Regions from separate parts of the Sus scrofa genome. Here region 1 is linked to region 2. The links are chromatin contacts, called in public HiChIP or PLAC-seq maps. All regions are on one chromosome and are shown on one strand. Each heading gives the region's core, a stretch centred on a gene start, on an enhancer-like site or on the middle of the called end of the contact. The rest is flanking DNA. Distances are from core to core; before and after follow the strand shown. Region 1 overlaps LOC102157744 (a long non-coding RNA gene). Region 2 overlaps LOC102168016 (a long non-coding RNA gene).

Region 1 (2,700 bases), core at 107-2,606, 180 kb after region 2:
TCAAAAAAAAAAAAAAAAGTTAGCTAGACTCTAGTCTGCACTGAGAAGTGATCAGATGCACTTAGAGACTAGCCATGTTCCTGGAATGAGAATCCAGAATGAGGATCATACTAGGACTCATTTTGGCTACACAGATAACAATCATATTAACAAAACCTAAATATATGGGCGTTTATATTTCTCACTCAGAAATCTGAGGTAGGTGGCCCAGGGATCATACGGTGGCTCAACAGTAACATCATAAACCCAAGCTCTTATTTTCATGCTCCATTATTCTTAAAGTGAAGACTTTTTTAAAGTCATGCTTGTTGCCTCATGGTCACAAGATGGCTGTTTGCATCCCCAGCCATTACATCCATGGTCCAGGCAGGAAGAAGTAGTTGCAGAGTCAAAGGGGCGTTCCAGCTGAGTTAGACTTTTAAAATAAGCTTTCCTGGAGGCTTCCTCTTCAACAACAAAATTGGGTCAGATGAATACCCGTAGATCCATCAAAGAAGGTGACTTGGGAAAAAGCCAGAAGCACAGGGAGTTGGTTCAATGAACTAATAGCATCAGTACAAAGTTGGGAGAGGACACCTAGAGCTTGAACTACCTGGCATGACTTGGAGGTCTTCAGCAGTGGGAGCCTGGATCTTGGCAAGGCAAGGTTGACACTGGTGAACTTTGACCTCAGGATAGGTTGGCATTATTCAGAGCTGCAGCCTTCAGGGAAGGGGCACTAATTTTTTCCTGGGGAAGTCTCAGAGGGAACTCTATTTATTGACTCAAAACTTTTTTAAAATTTGGTTTGCAGTTGTGTTTTTAATTTGTTGTGTTTGATCCATGTGTTAATACTTAGAACACAGATTAAAATCCATTATCACTTAGTGGCAAGTAGGGAACTGATATAGGAGCAGACTCCCTGGAGGAAGGGAAGATGGGATGCTTGGGTAATTCCTGCCTCCTCAGAAGCCACTGCAGAACAGATCCTGAGCTCTGGGCTGGTGGCCCCTGCTCAGAGATGCTGAGAGAGACTTGGCCACAAGATGAGGTCAGAGTGTCTGACTTCCTCTACACATTCCTACTCTGGGACCTTCTTGAAGCCAAGTATTGGGTCTTATTGGTCTGTGTGTCCTTAGAGCTCAGCGTGATTATCAGCACATAGTAGCCCTCCGTTAACATTCGTTCATATTTTAAAAATGACTCTTTTACGATGACTCTTTGGACTCTCCATAAACATAGCCTCAACTCGGCACGCACAGTTCAGGCTTCTGTTCATTTCACTTTCCTCAGCAAGACCAGCTCTGCTGACAAGTGGGAAGCAGTGCTCTGTTTCTGTAAAAGCTTTTCTTCCCACCCTCAGCGTGGTGACAATTCCCTCCTTGACCTCCCAGACGGGTTATTGTGGAAAAACACAGGCTCTGTGGTCAGAAGGAGTAGCTTCCAGTGACTGGAAATGAAAGCCCATTATAAGCCCATGATGATTCAACCAGGTGGCCCTGGCTTGGAGCCAAGTCAAGCAAAGGAACAGCATAAAGAGCACACCAGGCTCAAGGTATGTAACAGTTTAGTGAGCAATAAAGTGAGGGGGATGATTTTAGTCAATGAATTATTAACAGTTTGGAAATTAAACTCCAGGATGCCTTAAATCTGTCATTAAAAAAACCCGTAAGAATGCTAGAATAATATATACATTGATTTTTATGTTCCAGTCAAAGGTGGAATTTTAAAGATTGGTTCATTTGACATCCTAAACTTTTTAAGTTTTCGGTTGGTAGCTTACCACCATAAACAAGAAAAAGAGCTTATCATGAGCTGGGACATCTATGTGCAACAGAGTTTACTGAAAAAAGTGTGATCTTAAGTGTTTACAAGTCACTAAAATAGAGTGATTGCCCTGGTTACAAACGGGCAAAAGACATACATGGCAATTCACAAAAGAAGAAATGCAAATGGATAGAAAACAGGAAAATAGCTCATTATCACTACCAATTAGGGAAATAGAACTTTAGACGAGAGGTCATTATTTTTACGTTTTTACAATTTTTGAAAATTGGCATTTTTTACAAAAGACAATACCCGTGTCAGATTCTGAGGAAGCAGGAGTTTACATATACGAATTTAACCTAATACAACCTTTTTGGAGTGTGATTTTCCAATATATATGAAGCCTGAAAATGTTCTTATTTTTCTGACTTAGAAATTCCACTTGTAGGAATTTACCCTAAAGCACAATCCTGGATACAGGCAAAGATTTCTTTGCCATAGTTTATAAGAGAAATGAGAAACAACCTAATTATCCAACAGAGGAACGGTTACATACAATTTGGTACAGCAATGCAATGGAGAATTGTGAATCCATGAAAAGCAGTGTGGAAGACAGCCAATAATGATTAGAACACCTAAAATGAAAAAGCAGACCTATAATTGCATGATTTCATTTTAAGTGTATCTATGAGTGTGTGTGTGCATTTGTATATATATAGGAATAAAAGTAGTTATCTTCAGGAATCGTGGATAACCTCTCAGTGAGTTTCAATGGTTTTCATATACAGCTTGCACTCATGTAAGCAGATTTTAGAAATATTTAATTAAAAAAAAAACAAATCCTGAACTTAACTATTTACTAGCTGTATTATTTTAGGCAAATTACTTAACCTCGTTGAGCCTCAGTTTCACATGGGCAAAATTAGCATAATATCAATCTCTCAACATTGTGGT
Region 2 (2,700 bases), core at 183-2,682:
AACATGCTGAGACAGTGCATGCTCAGGGCTATGGGGACCCAGGGGGAGAGCAGCCGGCTCATACTGGGGACGGGAAGGCTTTCTAGAGGCAGAGGGGACATTCCTGGAGGAGGACACTGCCTGTGCAAGAGCCTGGTGGTGACAGCAGTGACTCAGGACTGTGGGTGTCGATTGCAGTGGGGATGGGGGAGATGCCCTGAGGAGGGGACCAGGGCTCCACGTGCTGGGTGGGGATTCTGCCCTTTCCCTGGAAAGTTGTGGGTCAGGAGGGGACACGCACTGTCCTTCCTTCCAGGTGTCACGTGTGTGGGGCTGGAGAAGGTCTGGCTCTCCAGTATCCTGTGCCACGTGGCAAGAGGGAGCCCCTGTGAGGAGGCAAGAGGGGAGTGGGGCTGCTGAGACACAGGGGATGGTGCCCCTTGAAGGTGGTCTCAGGCCATGCGGAGGGTCACTGCTGGGGCAGGAATGGCGCCGAGGGGCAACTGAGACTTGGCGAAGATTCGGCACATAGCGGTGTCTCCCACACAAGGCATTCAGGACCCTGTGTGTGCCAGAGACACAGTGCCAGGCCGCTGAGCCACTGGCAGGAGAAGCTGAATGTGGGGTCATCCCATCCCCGAGGGGATGCTCCCCTGGGGCAGCCGGGTGACCCCGGGAGGGCGCTGAGCTGTGGGTCACATGACCCAGCTTTAGGCTTGGGCTCAGCTTCCCTGCCCGTCTCTTGGGTTCAGCACTGCCTTCTCCAGAATCGGTTTTTATCCTTCGTCGTGAACAACTCTTGCTTTTTTTCCCCATGATGCGAGAAACTGGGATAGTTTCTGGGCTTTTCTGCTGAGGTGGGAGCAGGCTGGGGGGGAAGCCGGTCCTGGAAAAGAGGGGTGTAAAGGCAGCACAGGGCCAAGTTCCTGAGCATCCTGGTTCTGCGGGCTCCCTGGAGTGTTCGGGGCCAGGGAGCAGGAGGGCTGGAAGGGACTTATCCAACCCTCCCATTTTACAGAAGAGAAACCAAGGCCTGGAGGTGGGTGCAAACTGCCCACGTCAGGACTCCACCTCCTTGAGTCTCCCTCCGTCCCTGCTTCTGTGAGGCTGTCAGGCTCGGGGCTGGGATATCCTGGGAGGAGGGGAAGGGTGAGGGATTTACTGGGAGCAGGGGAGGGGTGAGGGATATACTGGGAGCAGGGGAAGGGTGAGGTGGGCCCCCCGATTGGAAGAAGCTTCTGGAAGTCCTCTGAAGTCTGGTATCCTGGGTGTGGGGGAGGCCCCAGGCCGGTGGGGCTGCAGGGAGACACAGCCTGCCAGGCTGCAGACAGTGCACCGCAGGCCTCTGAGCCTGTTTCCTCAGCTGTAAAAGGAGCCAGTTGGCCTGGACAATAGCAAAGGCCCTCCTCCTCCTGTTCCAGAATCGCAGTCCACTCTGGAGTAAAGGAGCCCCCTTTCTGTTGGCTCGTCCGCTGCTCACATCTGCACACCAGCTGGAAGGGATCTGAACCTATCTGGGACTCTCTCCCACCAGCGCTGTTTATTTTTGGACCTATTTCCAGCTAAGGATTCCGTGGGCCAATGAGAATGGCTTCTGGCGCGGTGTAGCCGTGACCTATGTATATTTTCTGTGCGCGTCTTCCAGGGCTCGATCGGGTTTCCACATTGCCTGAGCTCTTCATGTGAATTTGGGCAGATCAGTTAGTAATTAGTATCTTTAGTAATTAGTACTTTCCAGGGTCTTTGTGGATGGATGGTCCACCTCCTGGGAGGGCATCAAAGGGGAAGGGCGTGTGGGTGATGTGTGTATGCAGTGTGCATGTGTGTGTGGCGTGTGCATGCACGTGTACGTGTGTGTGTGTGTATGCCCTGTGCATGTGTGAACACAGGCACAGGCATATGTGTGTGTGAGACAGAGGTGGGGCGGGCCTTCTGGAAGAGCGTGGGAGGGCACCTGCAAACTCAGTAAGTCCCCAGGCAGATTCTGTTATTTGCAACCAGTCCCTCGGGGGCTTCATGGGTTTGGAGGGGAGGGAAGCTGGCTCTGTGGGAAAGATGGAGCTGGGCACTTGGAAGGCACTTGACATTTCCTTAGGGGTTTAGGAGCTTTCGCTTGTCTGGGATGAGTGGAACACCATCTCCTGGCTCCCAGTTAGACAGCGCAGAAGGCCTGGGTTCCAGATCTTTCTCAGTAGTCCCCAGCCCTGTCCATACCTGGCTGGTGTGGAGTGTGGAGGGCAGGAGCCCATAAGTGCAGAGACTGGTGCAAAAGGGGCTTCTGGAGGCTGCTAGAGCCTAGCATTTCACACCAGCAAGACTAGGAGAGCCCGGCCTGCCAGAGGCAAGCCTGTAGCATGCCGCTTGGATAATGCAAACATGATGGTGTGGCAAACAGGTTACAGCTAAATCAGTTTGCTGCAGACCTGATCTGCAAGACACTTGTGATTATAAATGTTAATACGCTCACTCGGGGTGATTAATTTTGCAGCGACTGATTCTCACCAGCGTACTTCCTTCTATCGCTAATGTGACATTTGCGAGCTCCATACTTTCATTACCTCTTCTTGCAACTATCTGTTCTGAGAACATGGGAAATGGTTTCTCAGAAGTCGTCTCCATAAACAGGGCAGGCAAGAGGTCGGAACTCAAGAGCTGCTGTTGCTTCCACGCGCCTGCGGGAGGGGGGGAGTTGGCAGTTCCTCCAGATGGCCCAGAGCCTGC

The links. HiChIP or PLAC-seq counts read pairs in DNA pulled down with a chosen protein or histone mark.
Region 1: a contact with region 2 is called in an H3K27ac HiChIP or PLAC-seq map of skeletal muscle, with 6 times the contacts expected there. The contact joins two enhancer-like sites. A contact is called at or near these places in 10 of 47 Hi-C or Micro-C datasets (alveolar macrophages, embryonic fibroblasts, fetal heart ventricle and 6 more) and 1 of 2 datasets of contacts at active chromatin or transcription factors (skeletal muscle).

The regions. Positions count from the first base shown.
Region 1 is chr3:12,284,860-12,287,559 of Sscrofa11.1, forward strand. All of the region lies in intron 3 of LOC102157744 (a long non-coding RNA gene), which reads left to right. Among named protein-coding and RNA genes, the nearest start is that of CASTOR2, 250 kb to the left of the region's middle. Within about 2 kb of position 1,357, at least 3 of the 83 cell types and tissues checked have an H3K27ac peak or open chromatin away from gene starts, as enhancers often do. A contact at or near this core is called in skeletal muscle, where this site is marked.
Region 2 is chr3:12,106,964-12,109,663 of Sscrofa11.1, forward strand. All of the region lies in intron 3 of LOC102168016 (a long non-coding RNA gene), which reads left to right. Among named protein-coding and RNA genes, the nearest start is that of CASTOR2, 68 kb to the left of the region's middle. Within about 2 kb of position 1,433, at least 9 of the 83 cell types and tissues checked have an H3K27ac peak or open chromatin away from gene starts, as enhancers often do. A contact at or near this core is called in skeletal muscle, where this site is marked.